Regions from separate parts of the Mus musculus genome. Here region 2 is linked to region 1. Evidence: chromatin contacts called from public promoter capture Hi-C data. All regions are on one chromosome and are shown on one strand. Each heading gives the region's core, a stretch centred on a gene start, on an enhancer-like site or on the middle of the called end of the contact. The rest is flanking DNA. Distances are from core to core; before and after follow the strand shown. Region 1 holds the start of 1700113A16Rik (RIKEN cDNA 1700113A16 gene). Region 2 holds the start of Hapln2 (hyaluronan and proteoglycan link protein 2).

Region 1 (4,751 bases), core at 1,002-3,501:
CAGTCAAGCTTGGCTGAATATTTGACAGTTCTCCATGTAGAACCTCTTCAATATTTTTCAGAACTAATACTTTGATTTGATACTTGTCAACACTGAGTGTGCTGCTTCATAGAGTACAAAATGGCAGGTGTAGTGTAGCCTGGTTGGTTTTGTCAACTTGACACAACCTGGAATCACCCAGAAAGAGACAACTTCAATTCAAGCACTACCTCCAAGGGCTGCAGAGATGGCACAGGGATGGGACAGCCCAGCAAGCAAGAAGTCCTGGGCTCACACTTCACTCAGCGCTTAATACTTCAAGAGGCAGTGCCACACACCTGGAATCCTAGTAAGAGATGGCGGTGAAACTCGGGGGTATCCTCTGCTGTACGTGAGCTCAGGATAACTGGAATACATGGAATTCTAGTAAAAAAAAGAATAAAATGAAACTAAGCCAAACATTCTAACATGATCCCAAGGATCTTAAAAAATACTGACTGGACATTATCTGGCATGGTGCCTACACAAATGAAAGACAGTGCATATTTTTGTTGTGTTTTTTATGTGATTTTCTTTTTCTTTTTTGGTTTTTCGAGACAAGGTTTCTCTGTTTCCTGGCTGTCCTGGAACTCACTATGAGACCAGGTTAGCCTCGAACGCAGAAATCCACCTGCCTCTGCCTCCCAAGTGCTGGGATTAAAGGTGTTCGCCACCACTGCCCGGCTTTTTTTGGGCGGGGGGGATTTTCTTTTCTTTTTTTTTTTCCATTTTTTATTAGGTATTTAGCTCATTTACATTTCCAATGCTATACCAAAAGTCCCCCATACCCACCCACCCCCACTCCCCTACCCACCCACTCCCCCTTTTTGGCCCTGGCGCTCCCCTGTACTGGGGCATATAAAGTTTGCGTGTCCAATGGGCCTCTCCAGTGATGGCCGACTAGGCCATCTTTTGATACATATGCAGCTAGAGTCAAGAGCTCCGGGGTACTGGTTAGTTCATAATGTTGTTCCACCTATAGGGTTGCAGATCCCTTTAGCTCCTTGGGTACTTTCTCTAGCTCCTCCATTGGGAGCCCTGTGATCCATCCATTAGCTGACTGTGAGCATCCACTTCTGTGTTTGCTAGGCCCCGGCATAGTCTCACAAGAGACAGCTACATCTGGGTCCTTTCAATAAAATCTTGCTAGTGTATGCAATGGTGTGGATTTTATTTTCTTGTGTGTGTGTGCATGAGTGTCCCTGGAGGCTGGAGCAGGGCATCAAGTTTATTGGAGCTAATGTTACAGGCAGTTGTGAGATGTTGGCATGGGTGCTAGAACCAATTCAGGTCAGCAAACATTTTTTGTTGTTTATGTGCATTGATGTTTTGCTTGCATGTCTGTCTATGTAAGGACAGTTGTGAGCTGCCATGTGGGTGCTGAGAATGGAACACAGGTCCTCTGGAGGAGCAGTCAATGCTCTTAACCACTGACTCCCCCAGCAAACATTCTTATACAACACCCCTCTGGTCTCCTCAGGACACATGTGTACATACACATTTTTTTTTAATAAAAAATACTCCCAAGTTGCAACTTTTTGAAGCTGATCTCTTTTTTAGCTGAAGGACGAGTTCCTCGAGTATTGCCATATAAAATAGAACTAGGGTGTGGGTCTCTTGGACTCAGCTATCAAGGTCAGTGGTTCTTAGGAGCAATCAGTGCTGTCTAACTGTTCATGCCACGAGGCCAGTGGTTATTTTGGTCTGACTCATCCTTTAGTCCCATGGGCTATCTTTTCCAGCCTTGTGATTGTGTGGGAACTTGTTCAAGGATCAGCAGATGTGGAAGGGACCCAGGCGATCTCATCTCAGGCTCTGGACCTGAATGTTTGCAGCCTGAAATCACTCACTACCTGGACGAAGAGCAAATCCACTTTCCTGTCCTGTTTCAGACTTGGGTCTCAAATAGAAGAGGTAGCCTTAGCATAGTTTACAGGTCCCCCCCCCCCCCCCCCGTTCTAGCCACCCAGCCTAGCGAAGTTCCTTGGTAGTTTGCAGCAGGTCAGTTCCGGCCTCTCGGGTGAGTCAGATTTACCCCTTAGCCTCGTATTGGCTCAGCTCCACCTCTCGGTGTCTGTCCAGTCTCGGGGAGCGTCTCCACCCTCACAGGATAGCGGCCCAGGACTACTCCTATTTAGGACATGAGCTGCCACGTGCCCAAAGCATGCTGGGTGCCCCTGGGGAGGGGAAGACCCGCAGGACGCCGGATCACGCGCCCGTTACGCACCGCCCCCACGTGACCCGCGGTGTGTTCCGGAGATGAATTGCTTCCGGGTTTCAAAGTAACCCTCCACTCTAAGGCGAAAGGGGGCGGGTATAGAAGGTAGGCTGTAGAGTCGCCTAACATCCATTTCCGTACGTTCTGCCCCACTCCCCCAAGGTGTCGCTGAGACCCTTGACTGCGTCTCCGGGGCTTAGCAGGTGGCAGAGCACGCTCCGGAGCCTCTCGTAAAGTTCCGCCGCGCGTGGAACAAAGGCCTTCAAGCCACGCCCGGCGCCGCCTGCTACTCAGGGGGAAGTAGGTAACTAGGCTCACTCCATTGGCCCTTCGGGTGAGTGATGGAAGCACCGGCCAACCGCTGCCTGCACAAGATGCGTGCGTAGTACTCAGAAGGTTCAGCAAGGGTGAAACTACGTGAAGCTCTAGTTTTGGGCAGTTTCTCTGGGGCTCTGAGGAGGTGCGCATGCGTAAAACCCCCATCGTCAACTTCCTGCACAAATTGAGAATTAGCACCCTCAGCCTTGGCAATTTTACTGAGATTGACAGCACTGCGTAAGATCTGGCATTGCCTGGGCGTTCCAGAAGGAGAATCCGACAGGCGAATGCAACGATTTGTCATTGTCAAAACTGTTAACCACAAAGTCCACGCCGAAAAACTGCGTGATTGAATTATTTAAAAAAGGGGGCTGGAGAGATGGCTCAGTGGTTAAGAGCACTGATTGCTCTTCCGAAGGTCCTGAGTTCAAATCCCAGCAACCACATGGTGGCTCACAACCATCTGTAATGAGATCTGATGCCAGTCCAGGGTGTCTGAAGACAGCTGCAGTGTAGTTACATATAATAAATAAATAAATAAATAAATAAATAAATGAATGGTGTAGTTACATATAATAAATAAATAAACAAACAAATAAATATTTAAAAAAGAAAAAAATCGCGGGGCTGGGGATGTAGCTCCGAGCCCGGAGTTCTGCTGGAGTTCGACCTGGTGTGTGCATATAGGATTAGAAGTTCAAGGCTATCCCGAAATATAAGAGACTCTGGTCTAAAAAAAAAAAAAAAAAAAAAAAAGAGCCACAAATGATTTTGTTTGGAGAAGTAGTCACAGATGCCGTCCACTTTAATGGGCCACAGGTTGGACACGCCTTGCTCTATTTTCCTGTCTTCTGGCGGTAAGATTATAGTGCGAATAGCCTGAGAGCTATTGGCCTGAATCTGTGCAGACACCTTGCTACAGTAGTAAGAATATTTATTTAGAGAGGTTTCACAGTTTGTCTTATACTCTTTCACTCAAGAGGTCCTCACATAACCCTTCTATTGGGATGGAGGTATAGCTTAGTTTAATGGTAGAGCACTTGCCTAGAAGGAGTTCCGTTCCCAGATTACAGTGGCCGCCACATCGTGTAGACAGATCCCAAGCTGAGGCTTAAGATGCTGGAGTCCCAAAAAACACTGTCCAGGTGAAGCAGCCAAGAGGCCCTATCTCCCCACCCAGGGGTCCTATATTGTTAGGGACTGTTGCTCGCAGTGACCTAGTGTCAAGTTGGGATAATTACTCTTTTTTTTTTTTTTTAAGATTTTATTTATATAAGTACACTGTAGCTGTCTTCAGACACACCAGAAGAAGGAATCAGACCCCATTACAGATGGTTATGAGCCACTATGTGTTTGGTGGGAATTGAACTCAGGAACTCTGGAAGAGCAGTCAGTGCTTTTTTTTGGGGGGGGGGGGGTTTCGAGACAGGGTTTCTCTGTATAGCCCTGGCTGTCCTGGAACTCACTTTGTAGAGGCTGGCCTCGAACTCAGAAATCCGCCTGCCTCTGCCTCCCAAGTACTGGGATTAAAGGCGTGCGCCACCACGCCTGGCAGTCAGTGCTTTTAAATACTGAGCCATCCAGGGATGGAAGAGCATAGGCAGAGTTAAAGTTGTTGAAGTTCAAATATAACAAAATAACAGAAGCATTGGCAGAGCCGAGGGCTGGTAAAGGTGGGGTGTGTTGGTAGTTACCTGAGCAGAGTTGGAGGGTGGGATGGAAAAGAGCACAGGCAGGGTGCGTGCGGCTGGCATCAGCCTGCTTACTGGTTAAATGCTGGGACTCTGGCATCCATTTTATATGTATAAAGAATAATTTAAATGGTGGGCCTAGTGACAAAAATGCTTGGGACACTAAGGATTGTGAATTCAAAGCTGGCTTGGACTGCACAGCAAGTCCAAGGCCAGTCTACTGGTTTGCTTTCTAAATTGTAATAAAGCATTCTAACCAAAAGCAGCTTGGGAAGGAAAGGGTTTATTTCACTTACAAGTTTATTAACTTACAAGTTAATATCCCTCGCCAGAAGAAGTCAGGACAGGAGCTAAAGGCAGGAACCTGGATGAAGGAACGGAAGTGAAAACAATGGAGAAACACTGTGTTCTGGCTTGATCCCTTCAGCTAGTATTTTATGCCGTTTTAAAGATTTATTTAGGGACTGGAGAGATGGCTCAGCAGTTAAAAGCACTTGTTCTTTTGG
Region 2 (4,751 bases), core at 1,285-3,784, 150 kb before region 1:
CCCTCACTCTCCAGTCTGCCTCACTGTGGCATATGAAGTTTCCTGGAGCAAACAGGGAACTTTTTTCTCAGACCCTTATTATCGCCTCAACTACCCGTGTCACTAGGTTTTCCAGAATTACAATACATAACACCATCAAGTTATAAAAACAGTGTAAGCTGCAGCTGTCTGTCTGGGCTCTGGAGTCTCCTCCCGCCCTACCCTGTTTTTTTTTTTTGTTTGTTTGTTTTTTGTTTGTTTGTTTGTTTTTTTTGTAGTTTCTAGTCTTATTACCTTGAACTTTAAAAAAAAAAAAAACAAAAAACAAATGGTGGACTGATGACCCCTTGTTTTTATTTATTTTATAGACTGGGCTCTTCCATATGCTAAGTGCACAACCTTAAAGGAGTAGCTTAACCTTAGCCTCAGTGTCTTGGTTAGTAAAGTAATAATTGTAGCATCCTGCAAGTTCAGCAAAAATTAGCTGAATGCATCATATGTTTGTAAAACACTTAAAACAGTGCCTGAGGTGGAACACTTGCTATAGAGCGCAGAGTAAGGCTAAACTGTGCTTTGCTGTGAATTAACAGGAAGCAATTAAAGGAAGAAGACAGCGGTAAAGAAAGGCCTTGAAGAGTATCTACTGCCCTGGGCATTAGATAGACCAGTTTGTATCTAAAGAAACAGGTTAGTTACATTAAGAACTTTCCTGCCAGCTGGTTCTAGCACATACATGCCTTTATCCCCAGTACTTGGGAAACAGAGCCAGGCAGGCAGCCTTGTTGTACAGAGAGAATCCCAGTGCCACACAGGCAATCTCAAAAAACCAACCAAACACAAACAAGACAAGACAAAAACCAAACAAATAAAATCCACCCCACTAAAAAACAAACAAACAAAACAAAACACCCTCCCCTTTCCAATAGGGGTCGAAAACACCAGTGTTTGGTTCCCAGCACCCATGCTAAGTCTGTCACAGTTCCAGAGAATCTGGCACCCTCTTCAGGACTCTGAGGGCACCTACTCTCACAGGCACTAACACACACATACACACACACAACTTTAAAAAAAACCCAATAAGCCGGGCGTGGTGGCAAACGCCTTTAATCCCAGCACTCAGGAGGCAGAGGCAGGCTGATTTCTGAGTTTGAGGCCAGCCTGGTCTACAAAGTGAGTTCCAGGATAGCCAATGCTACACAGAGAAACCCTGTCTCAAAAAACAAAACAAAACAAAACAAAACAAAAAAAAACCTCCCAATAATAAAAATAAAAATGTCAAGTAGTATATGTCTTTAATCCCAGAATTCAAGAGGCAAAGGCAGGTGAATTTCTGTGAGTCTGCGGCCAGCCTGGTTTATATAGTGAGTTCTAGGACAGCCAGGGTTACACAGAGAAACCCTTTCTCAATTACAAGTAAAGCATGTGGGACAGGAGTCCATATGGGACAGCCTGGTAAATAAGAGTGATCTTTATGTTTAGGCGCTGACGAGATAGCTCCATGTGTAAAGATGGTCCCCACCAAGACTAATGACCTGAGTTCATTTCCTAGGTCTCATACGCTTAAAGGAGGGAGCCGACTCCCACACCTTGTCCTCGGACTCCATTCACACAAGCATGGCACAGGCACACCACACATAAACACAAAATAAATAAAAGTGCAATAAAAAATGGACTGAGCTACCACGGACATGTTTAAAGTCCAATCTGACTTAGGCACTTTGCGGTATACTGTTCTGACTCCTCTGGCTATCCAGGGAGGCATTGATAAACACCCAGGTACAGTCACCGAGCTATGGAAGGAGGTTCAACTGGGGTTTGAATCAGATTGGGCCAGCTTGAGCTCTTAGTCACTGATCTAAGGTTCTGTATTTTAAGAGAAGCACACATATAACATTTCCACACATAGAAAGCCAGCAGCCCATTGCCTACCTGCAAGATGATCTCTCCTCAGAGGCAAATCGAGCTGTGCTCAGCAGCTTCCTGTCCTGCAGAAGGAAGAAGTTGCAGTGGGGGTTCATTAGGGATTCTGGGGGTTCAAAGCACCCTAGAGCCTCAGGACTGCAGCTCCTCTGACACGGTTCTAGAGAGACTCGTTTCCTGTGTTCAGAGAAGCCAAGGCACTGAGGCCTATGTTCACGCAGCACACTAAGTCAGCCGTGATTGCATCTGTGCCAGTTGATGTCCTGGGGCCAGGGCAAGACACCGGTTGGGGGCAGAGTAAAGCAATCCTGGAGATTACCTAAAAGAGTGTGGAGAGCGGGCCTTGCTACTTCTGTCCTTAGACCAGGGGTGGGACAGACCAATTGTAAGTACAAGGGTGCTGGACCAGGAGGAGCGGGGACGAACCCTAATTGTGAATCCAGCTCTGTATTTTCATATGGACCCCATCCAAACAACAGAATTGCCCTCCCCCCCACCAAAGCCCTCACCTGTGCCCTCTGTGCCAGGCTATATATGGCCTTTCAGAAGAGGCTGTCAAGATGGGAGTCAGATTTTCAGGATGTCTGGCTGCTTCAGGACCCTGACCCTTTCTGTCTGTCTGTCCTTTTCTTTTCTGTCCACACCCTATTAGAAACACAATTTCCCATTGTCCCTGTCTTCTCCCCTATTGTTGGGTAACAGGGGCCCTTTATTCGTCCCTTGGGCAATGGCATGGAAATGTCAACAGCTGGGGATGTGGGATGCAGGACAGGCTGGCACAAACCACCGGAAAAAGGCCTGGGTGGGTGATTGGCTCAGAGCAGAAACTGACATCCAGGAAGAGGATAGGAGAAGGCTGGAATGGGGCACCCTCAGTACTCTAAACTCCAGGATTATAAAAAGATCATGCGTGATGCTGCACAGCTGGGGTTGCTGCTAGAGAGGTAGAAATCACAGGAAGATGCTTCTGTCCCTGGGAAGGGACTCCTAGCAAGGAGGGACTATGGAAATTCTCTAGCTATTTTTATTTCATTATTTTAGATGTATGAGTGTGGCTTTTAATTTATAGTGGTGCATGTCTGTGCGCCATGTCTGTAGTGCCTAAAACGGCCAGAAGAGGGCAACAGATACCATGGAACAGAAGTTACAGACCCTGAGAGCTGTAACTTGGGTGCTGAAAATGAAACCTGGGTCCTTTGAAAGAGCAAGTGCTCTTAACACCTGAGCCATCTCTCCAGCACCATGGGAATCTCTCTAAAATAGAGTCATCTGATTTCACAGTTCCTCCTTCCTCTGCACCCATGGATGGATTTTGTTTACATTTTCAAGGCTGGTGAGATGCTTGGTAGGTAAAACCACATCCTGGCAGCTGAATTCAATCACCAGACTCACAGTGGAAGGAGAAGATGGACCCCCAAAAGTCGTCCTCTGACCTCCACACTGAAACTCAACCTACAGTCCCTCACATACAACAATAACATTTTAAAATTCTGGAGAGGCCACAGATGTGGACCACCACTTGAAATGCTGAAACAGGAGGAGTGTCATGAGTTTGAGTCTGCCTTGGGCTTCGGAGTTGAAACCTTTCTCAAAAAAGAAAGAAAAGAAAAAGAAAAAAAAAAAGAAAAACAGGGCCAGAGAAGTTAAGAGCGCTGGCTGTTTTCCAGAGGATCTGACTTCAATTCCCAGCACACACACAGCAGCTCACGGCTGTAACTCTAGTCCCGAGGGATCTGATGCCCTCTTCTGGCCACAGGAGGCATCAGGAACACACATGATGCACAGGCACACACTCAGGAAAACATCCACACATATGAAATAATAAGAATATAAAGCTGGGCAGTGGTGGCGCATGCCTTTAATTCCAGCACTTGGAAGGCAGAGGCAGGTGGATTTCTGAGTCTGAGGCCAGCCTGGTCTACAAAGTGAGTTCCAGGACAGCCAGGGCTATACAGAGAAACCCTGTTTCGAAAAACCAAAACCAAAACAAAACAAAACAAAAGAATATAAAAATAAGGGGCTGGAGAGATGGCTCAGCAGTTAAGAGCACTGACTGCTCTTCTAGAGGTTCTGAGTTCAAATCCCAGCAACCACATGGTGGCTCACAACCATCTGTAATGAAATCTGATGCCCTCTTCTGGGGTGTCTGAAGACAGCTACACTGTACTTACATAAAATAAATAAATGAATATAAATAAATAAATAAATTTCTGATAGGGAGGATCCTTTGTCTCTCAGGGGAAAAATTCTTTCCTCTGCAGCCTCCCTGGCCTCTCCTCACGCTGAAGTCCACGCCCATAGACCACGTGACAACTCATACACATGCACAGAGCTGAGGTGTACACCTGGCATGGTTTTACGTGTTTACAGCATATGGACAGGTGTCCATCAACAATTCAGAGTAAAACTAAGGCTTTGGCTTCTGCCAGTGCAGAGGACCTGACCCCAAGACAGCTATTTAGAAGCCCTCAAAGCTTCAATTTTCTCCTTCTTCCCTTCCTTCCTCCCTTTCTTTTTTAAGATTTTATTAATTTTAGCTAAGAGTGGTGGCACATGCCTTTAATCTCAGATCTCAGAAGGTAGAAGTGGGTAGGTTCTCTTGGAGTCTGAAGCCAGCTTGATCTACATAGCAAGTTCCAAGACAGACAAGGTTATATAGCAAGGCCCTGGTGTCAGCAAAGCAAAGCAAAACAAAACTTCATTTGTTATTTTTTTAAAGATGTATTTATTTATTGTATATGAATACACTGTAGCTGTCTTCAGACACACCAGAAAAGGGCATCAGATCCCAGGATGGTTGTGAGCCACCACATGATTGCTGGGATTTGAACTCAGGACCTCTGGAAGAGCAG

The links. Promoter capture Hi-C pulls out the DNA fragments that hold promoters and counts their contacts.
Region 2: a promoter capture Hi-C map of embryonic stem cells shows a contact between it and region 1. The contact joins the promoter of Hapln2 here to the promoter of 1700113A16Rik in region 1. A contact is called at or near these places in 17 of 39 promoter capture datasets (the 3T3-L1 cell line, the C10 cell line, the HPC-7 cell line and 9 more), 3 of 15 datasets of contacts at CTCF or cohesin (the NIH/3T3 cell line, embryonic stem cells and pro-B cells), 30 of 484 Hi-C or Micro-C datasets (the BV-2 cell line, the G1E-ER4 cell line, the HL-1 cell line and 10 more), 15 of 115 datasets of contacts at active chromatin or transcription factors (DN3 thymocytes, the HPC-7 cell line, T-cell acute lymphoblastic leukemia and 6 more) and 3 of 9 other capture datasets (adipose tissue, liver and pancreatic islet).

What each region holds. Positions count from the first base shown.
Region 1 is chr3:88,175,534-88,180,284 of GRCm38.p6, forward strand. It overlaps 1700113A16Rik (RIKEN cDNA 1700113A16 gene), which reads right to left and starts at 2,252. Exons shown (of 3, transcript NR_045997.1): 1 at 2,054-2,252; 2 at 318-402.
Region 2 is chr3:88,024,977-88,029,727 of GRCm38.p6, forward strand. It overlaps Hapln2 (hyaluronan and proteoglycan link protein 2), which reads right to left and starts at 2,535. Exons shown (of 7, transcript NM_022031.2): 1 at 2,409-2,535; 2 at 1,909-1,964.